Linked DNA regions of Gossypium raimondii: regions 1 and 2 are each linked to region 3. The links are chromatin contacts, called in public Hi-C maps. All regions are on one chromosome and are shown on one strand. The core of a region is the stretch at or near the end of the contact, and the rest is flanking DNA. Distances in the headings are between cores, read along the strand shown. Region 1 holds the start of LOC105763392. Region 2 holds the start of LOC105763409. Region 3 holds the start of LOC105763399 (pentatricopeptide repeat-containing protein ELI1, chloroplastic).

Evidence for each region. Hi-C and Micro-C count contacts between places; a contact is called where the count stands out from the background.
Region 1: a Hi-C map of leaf shows a contact between it and region 3, with 4 times the contacts expected there. The contact joins the promoter of LOC105763392 here to the promoter of LOC105763399 in region 3. A contact is called at or near these places in 2 of 2 Hi-C or Micro-C datasets (both in leaf).
Region 2: a contact with region 3 is called in a Hi-C map of leaf, with 2.8 times the contacts expected there. The contact joins the promoter of LOC105763409 here to the promoter of LOC105763399 in region 3. A contact is called at or near these places in 2 of 2 Hi-C or Micro-C datasets (both in leaf).

The regions. Positions count from the first base shown.
Region 1 is chr12:15,438,261-15,440,960 of ASM2569854v1, reverse strand. LOC105763392 reads right to left here and starts at 1,418. Exons shown (of 4, transcript XM_012581625.2): 1 at 1,092-1,418; 2 at 914-1,012; 3 at 680-832; 4 at 389-602. The coding sequence starts at 1,325. The coding sequence ends at 561.
Region 2 is chr12:15,812,788-15,815,487 of ASM2569854v1, reverse strand. LOC105763409 reads left to right here and starts at 1,396. Exons shown (of 10, transcript XM_012581643.2): 1 at 1,396-1,839; 2 at 1,947-2,091; 3 at 2,236-2,404; 4 at 2,507-2,700. The coding sequence starts at 1,626. It overlaps LOC105763410 (acyl-CoA-binding domain-containing protein 3), which reads left to right. Exons shown (of 5, transcript XM_012581647.2): 5 at 1-383.
Region 3 is chr12:15,629,343-15,632,042 of ASM2569854v1, reverse strand. LOC105763399 (pentatricopeptide repeat-containing protein ELI1, chloroplastic) reads left to right here and starts at 1,270. Exons shown (of 1, transcript XM_012581627.2): 1 at 1,270-2,700. The coding sequence starts at 1,508.

The DNA.
Region 1 (2,700 bases), core at 169-2,668, 190 kb after region 3:
GTTATTTTGAGAAAATTCTTCTTGAGGTTTTAAAAGTTTAAATTCTTATATTTTTCAAATTTTAAATATTATTATAGGTGTAATATCATATCAACTTATAATGTTCGCATACTACTCATTGAAAACCTAGTTAATGGATAGTGATTGTATTTGCTTCAAAATTGAAATTTAAATCTTTAGAAAACCTACAATTGTGCGCATAACATAATTGAAATTAACCAAACAACTTTATTTGTTAAGACTAAAATTGTTGTTTTTGAATTACTCTAATTATTAAAAAAATATATTTGTAAATCTTTTTAAATTACATTCTTACTAGTTCGAATTTCAAATTTGCAGGAACTGAAAACTAGGCCTAAAGTTGCCATGTGTAAAGCAAGTCAGCTCATGAAGAAATTGCTTGGGGATTTTAATTTTTACCTTTACATTAAGCAAAGAACAAGGTAGAAAAAGTGAACACAATGTTTAAACCATTACAAACCATATCCAATTTCTGTGTTATTCCAGGACTACAACATTTACTATAACATAAGCAAAGTTGGTCAACATCACGTGTTGATCTAACATCCCTCACTTCGATTAGGTTTGGATGAAACAAAGACCTGATCAAATGTACATCATTAAACAGATGGCCCTTTTAATTCTTTCTATTTGATAGAATTAAGCCCTAAATGAATACCTGATCATCTTCCAGGGTCGGAATCCAGTCATTAGTTGCTGGGTTGCTTTTGAAGATAGGCTTGCTGATTGCATCCTGCCCACTTTCCAGTTGAATATCATATCCATTTCCTTCACCTCCTTCTTTCATCACTCTTATGAACCCACTTCCTGTCTGTCATCCATAACCAAAAAACAAAACCCAATGAGAAATACAATCACAAAGACACTGCAGTGTTCAGACAAAAACAACAACCGTGTGATGCTGTTTGTCAATGGAATTCATCTCCCTGTAATACTGTGTCTCCACAAACTCCTCTTGTTCCACTGTAGCTCCCCCCTCTGAGATCTTCACCTATGAAAGCAAAACAAAGAGCTGAACCCAAAACTTGAAAGACAAAGATGAGGGGGGACAAGGTTAAGGAATTGCGTACCTGAGATTGAGATTGAAGGGACCGTAACTTGTCAAGCTCGGGTATGTTTTGGTCCACATCTGAAGGGGGATTGGAGGATGTCAAATCCGGTTCACTCCGGTTGGGTTTGGTGGGTCGTTTTGGGACCATCGAATAGAACTGAGCTCTGACCTGATTGGTGATTCGTTGCTGTTGATCCGAGTCCAAAACTTCATCGCTCCGGCTTGGTTTAGTCGCCGTCCATTGACCCACCATCTTGATCTTTGATTATGTTTACTGCTGATGTTATTGATTGAATGAGAATGAGACTGTTTGTGGTGGAAAGGGTCAGCAACCTAATTAATATAGAGTGAATATAAAAATCGAAACTATGGGCTATAAATACCAGGTACATCTTTCTTACTAGATCAGGCCGAATGTTTAAATTTACCTTTTCTTTTATAATATCATTTTCATTTGAAAATTAAATATTTTAAGCAAACGACACCTCATCTTGACAATTGTGAAGGATCTCTTTGATCCTAAACACTTCACCAACAATCATATAAACTCTTCTTCAATTTCATCGGTCAAAGCTTCAGCTTCTCCATAGCTATAATTTAAAATTTGTTGAAAAGAGAGAGAGATTGAGGATTTTCATGAGATGAGATTGTGTTTTGTTGTAAAAATATATAAAAATAAAAATATTTATGTATTTATATATTAATTTTTTTAAGAATTAGAATCAACATGATTAATTGTAATTTTGAGAGTTATTTTTTAAAATTATGATTAAATCAATATAATAAGTAAAAGTTAAGAGCTAAATTTGTTATCATATCGATTTTATAACTGTTACGTCATACTCCAATTTTCTAATAGCCGAACCTGTAATTGAATCAGTCTGACCATTGGTTCTCGATCCAACCACTTTGATCGGTTCAACTACTAGACTAAAAATACTTAAATAAATAATTAAAAATTCATAATTTTTTTAAAAAAATTATTAAATTGGTTCAGCCTGTTCAACTACTAGTTTTTGTCCTAATTTTCAATTTTACCAATTTTGAGCAATTTCTGATTCAGTCAATTCAACCTATTTGTTTGGACCAATATAGGGATCAATTCTCGGTTTAATCGATCTGGCCGATCAATTCAGCCATTTCCAAGAATACTAGTCACATCATCAAATCTTGATGGAATCCAAGTCCAAGGATCAAAATGGATCTAATTGTCAAGTTTGGGGGCAACTAATTATATTATCCTTTTTTAATTTTTCAAGAAATCAACTTATATTCAAGTTTGACATTTTTAATATGGTATTTGTGTTCTTTTATTCATTGTGGTACTTGTATTTTCAAAAGTTATATATTTAATATTCAAAGATAACGGTGTTAATATTTTACTGTTCAATTGAGTTTTAAGATTAATTTGATGAAAATAATTGTTAATATTATTATGTTTGATTTTTATGATTTTGTTAATAGAATAAATTAAGTGTTAATTGTGATTTTTTTATTTTGTTCAATATAATATGATTACCACAACTTTTCAAGTTTTAGGTAGATTTGATGAAAACTAATTGCTAATATTATATTAGTTAATTATGAATTTTCAATACATCAACCATAAAGCTCAATTAAACACTAAA
Region 2 (2,700 bases), core at 147-2,646, 180 kb before region 3:
ACGAAATCCAGAGGATCGTTTTTTTGTTGCCAGTTTGATATTCATCAACGTGCTTTGAATCATCTCAAAAATCTCAGTTACATCTACAAACAACAATGGATAAGGAGGAGTTTGGATCAAGATTATTAGGAGCTTCTTAGTTATATATATATATAAAGTATATATTAGACTGTTGATAAAGACTAAAAGAACTAACAAATTTGTCAAATAACATAGACCCTCATTCTTGATTCCCATTTAGGGCAGATTTTTGTCATTCATTGGTTCATTCTTTTCTCTCAATACATATTTGCATTTGTACAGCTTTCAGCTTTGTGATTTTTGGTTTGAGGGGATTGTGAAGCCTTTTCCATGATTCTTAATGGAATTGTTCTCTTATATTATGATGATGATGATGATGATGATGATGATGTAATTCTTCAAAGGCTTTTCAAAGGTTAAATTTTACTATTAGTCCTTGTACTTTATGAAAGTTATGGATTTAGTTCACATATTTTAATTTGATCAATTTTAACTTTGTACTTTTTGAAATTTAAAATTTTAGTCTTGACCCAAAATTTAAGCATTTAAACTTATTGTTTAAATTTAATTACTAGTCTTGTACTATGTGCATAATTGTAGATTTAGTTTGGATCATTCTAAATTCTTATAAAGTTTGAATTTTAAAATTTCAATATTAATGCAAATGATAATAATTATTCCATTAATTAAATTTTTAGTGAGTAATGTGGAAATAACAATCGACATGGCATTACATATATAATAATATGTTTGCTACATCATATTTTGAAAATAGTAGAACTTAATGAATTTAATAGTTATTGCTTAGTGAGGGTTGAAATTTAAAATTTAAAATTTAAAATGTTTAAGGACTAAAATGACCAAATTAATTTGAAAGACTAAATATACAATTTTCGCAAACTACAAAGACTAATAAAAGAATTAACTATTATCCAAAATTATTTGCAAACTACAAGGATTAAAATACCCTTTTTTTAAGGGTGAGTATTTGGTACATAGTGTACTTTTTTTAATCCACATAATGATGGCAAACCCGAATCGTTCAGTGGATTTTGCACCAATCTGTTTTGAATGGAGTGAATTTTTTTCCTTTGAAAATTGGATATAGGGCGGGGCAGGTGGATTACTTGCCCCACCTGCTCTGCTTAAAACACTTATAAAACACTTAAAGAATTAACATGTACTCTTATAAAATACTTGTTAACCTCCTAAATATACTTGTGGAGTCTAAAATCTCCATTAATGTACCAAATAATTTTTTTAAAGCAACATATATCTTTTTTTTTTTTCATACACATTTAAATCCAATAACAAAAACCAATAATATATTTCTTATTGTTAATATCCTAAATTTTTATTTTTCAAAAAATGTGCTTGCTAAGAAATATTTGGTTTAGAAGTTGTTATTTGAAACGCAGCGTTTTGAGTGTAACAGTAAAACGACGGGTACGCCTGAAACTTGAGAAACGAATCCCACTTCTCCTTTCTCAGTTTCCACTTGTCAGTTGCCTCAAACCAAATCAAATGCGTTACCGATAATAACTTTGGATCTCCTCCCCTAATCTTAAATCCCGATCCAATCTTGGGTTCCGTCTGAGATCGAAATGGGGATCGTGATCGAAACCTTCATTTGGGAACCAAGTTCTGCCGTGTTCATTTTCATTTTCTTTTCATCTTTCCTCTTACTTTCTCTCTTCCCTTTCTATCTCTCCAAACACGCTCCCACCACCAAGTCTTCTGCTTTCTCCGACCACCCTTTCTCGTCCTCTTCACCCCGCTTCCAACTTTACTTTCTCCTTCTCTATTCCCTCGCATCCGGTACATTATTTGTTTTTAAAAAAATTCAAACTTTTTTTTTAATTTAAAGCAAAAAAGGAAAAAGAACTGATAGTTGATCTGATTTCTACGTCTTTTTTTTTTTCTAGTATTGGAAGGATTGTGGTTGGTGTACGGAGAGTTTGAGCTGGTTTACTATGGGATAAGTAAGGAAGATACGGTGACGTTTATGCTTATTGGATTTGGAGCTGCTCTTTTTGTTGGTAGTCTCTTAGGTCTTGTCTCTGATTTAATGTGAGTAAAACTAAACCTTTTCATGTTTATTTAATCACTTTAAGTAAATTTTTTTTTATGAATTACCCAATGTTAGCTATGGATTAATCAAGGGTTGTATAATTGTGAAAATTTTGATAGTTTTATTTATTTTTATTTATGTAGAGGTCGAAAGAAAACTTGTTTGGTGTTTTTTATCTTGCACCTTATTGTTGGGATATGGAAGATGGTTGCACCAAGTCCTAGCTTTTGGGTAGCAAATTTATGTTTGTCTTTGGCAACATCAATATTTTCCTTCAGTTTCGAGACATGGGCTGTTGTTGAACATGACAAGGTTGACTCAAAGGTTCAGTTCTTTCTCAATGTGATTCTCTGGTTTCTAAGAAACAAATGAAAACTCTGAACATGATGGTATGCATTCTTTCTATTTTTGCAGCCGGGTCATAGGCAAGATATTTTGAATGAAACATTTTGGTTGATGACTTTTTTTGAGTCCGCATCTTTGATTGGAAGTCAAGTGATTGGTAATTGGATGGTGGGTGGTAATTTGGAGAAAGGGATTGGATCTCCTTCCATTGCAGCCACCTTACTGGCGATACTAGGCATCGCCTGCATGTCCAGACATTATGA
Region 3 (2,700 bases), core at 21-2,520:
CTTGAAATTCCGAATAGCTTGTAGACATCTGAGACTCCTTCTACGATGCGAAGGACTCATGGCTAATGTTCCCTGTGAGATATTGGTGCAATTGAAGGCTTTTCCCATAATTTGCTAGCAATTATAAGGGCTTACTGAAGAAAACTAGGTAATCTTTGAGAATTTCTTTCCAATCTAGAGAACTTTGTTTACTAAATGAATTTAGACTATTTGCTTGCTCAATACAAGGCCAGACCATTGTTTTTATACTTACAGATAACAACTTGCTTCACTTTAACAAACTAACTAACCTTTCCAACCTTCACTAACTAATCTGCTAACTGTTTTATTATTCTTAACATGCATCCATCTTCTCTATTGTCAAGACCCGAAGAAAATTTCTGAATCGAGCAAAAAGAGAAACCGATAATGGTTTGGTTAACACATCAGCAACTTGATCTGACGTAGGAACTTCTCCTACACGAATCGAACCATCGGCAACCTTCTCACGAACAAAAAAAACAAATCTAACTCCACATGTTTAAACTTGGAGTGTAATACTGGGTTAGCAGCAACTGCAATTGCACTAGAACTATCACACCATATATAGAGTGGAACCCGAGCGAACTCTAACAAACAGAGAAGCATCCGACTTAGAGCAACAAATCCAATTTTCACAAGAAAATTTCGCAACCTGTAAAAACAAAAAACAATGGTCTGGCCTGTATTGAGCAAGCAAATACTCTAAATTCATTTAGTAAACAAAGTTCTCTGAGATTGGAAAGAAATTCTCAAAGATTACCTAGTTTTCTTCACTTACCAACTCTCCCGATTGCTTTCTTGAACTTGCAAGAAGGGAATTGTAAAACTCTCATTCCACACCCTGATGCTCAAGTCAAACATATTGAAGAGAGAAAAGAGATAAACCATGTGATTTGGGGACTTATGAGATGGTTATAAATGGTGAAGGTGGTTGCCATTTATAAGATGATTGGAGACAACTAGAGATTCAAACGTTACGCTCTTATTAAGAGCTTAATAGGTGGTAGGTGTCAATTTCGTGTTGGAAGCTTAGGGTGCACGAGCATTGAAATAGGGGATTTCTCTGCAACATTCCAGCGTGGGCCTTCTTAACTTTGTGGTCTTCTTCTTTGGGCCGCCTTATGTGATATTGGTAATGTAGTCTCTAATGGACTCAAATATGGGGACTCAAAGATCTAGAGTCTGAGTTGTACCCAAATAAGTATCTTTTGCTTGTTATCCGTTCAGTCTTCAAATAATCAAATGTTATGTATTCGATAATTTGAAATCGTAAGATTAAAATTTCAAGCAAAAATATAAAATTAGATGCAAGCATAATCTGAACTTGTTAGGTACTTCTGTTCCACTCGACTCAAGTTTGTTTGAAATCTATGTTGGATAAGGTAAAAGTACAAAGCAAGCAGATCTATGAGTATACTCTGTAAATCAAAATGCTTATCAAAAGCTTGTGAGTGCCTGAATTGTTGAGACTTTGCTTCATTCAAGCATGTCCTCAGCCCTGCTTTTCACTTCTCCTCCACCGCCAACACCCTCCATAAACCGTAGCACTCTCTCATTCGCCGCCGTCACCAACTTTCCACCATCACCAGACAAGCTAGGTCTTCTTTTAGATAAATCCAGCTCCATCCGTCACTTGCTCCAAATCCACGCAGCTCTTCTCCGCCACGGCCTTCATCAACACCCCATCCTAAATTTCAAGCTTCAACGCTCTTACTCTTCTCGAGGCCGTCTTGACTATTCACTCGCTCTCTTCAATCGAACTCTCAACCCCAACATCTTTTTCTACACTTCTATCATTAACGCCCACGCCCTCCATGGTCTCTCCCAAGAAGCTTTATTTATCTATACGCAAATGTTATTTGAAGGTGTGCAGCCTAATGAGTTCACTTTCTCTTCCATATTGAAATCTTGTTCTCTTGAACATGGAAAAATGCTTCATTCTCAAGTTATCAAACTTGGGTTTGATTCAGATTTGTATGTAAAGACAGGTCTAGTCGATGTTTACGCGAGAGGGGGTGACGTTGGGTCCGCCCGTCTCGTGTTCGAGAGAATGCCAGAGAAGAGTTTAGTTTCTTTGACCACGATGCTAACTTGTTACGCGAAACACGGGGAGCTTAAGGAGGCAAGGTTGCTGTTTGATGGAATGGTGAAGAAGGATGTGGTATGTTGGAATGTGATGATCGATGGGTATACTCAACATGGAATGCCCAAGGAAGCTTTGGTGCTTTTCAGGCGAATGTTGGCAGCGAAAGCTAGGCCTAATGAAATCACTATACTAACTGTTTTATCAGCTTGTGGTCAGCTTGGAGCTTTAGAGTCAGGCAGATGGCTTCATTCCTATATGCAAAATAATGATATTCAAGTGAGTGTTCGTGTTGCTACTGCTTTGATTGATATGTATAGCAAATGTGGGAGCCTGGAGGATGCAAGATTAGTGTTCGATAGGATTTATTATAAGGATGTTGTTGCATGGAATTCGATGATTATAGGGTATGCCTTGCACGGTTTCAGCCAAGATGCATTGGAGTTGTTTCATGAAATGTGCAGGATTGGTTTGCGCCCTACTGATATTACTTTCATTGGTGTTTTGGGTGCATGTGGTCACGCTGGTTTGGTCAAAGAGGGATGGAGTTTTTTCAATGCAATGAGAGAGGAGTATGAGATCGAACCCAAGATCGA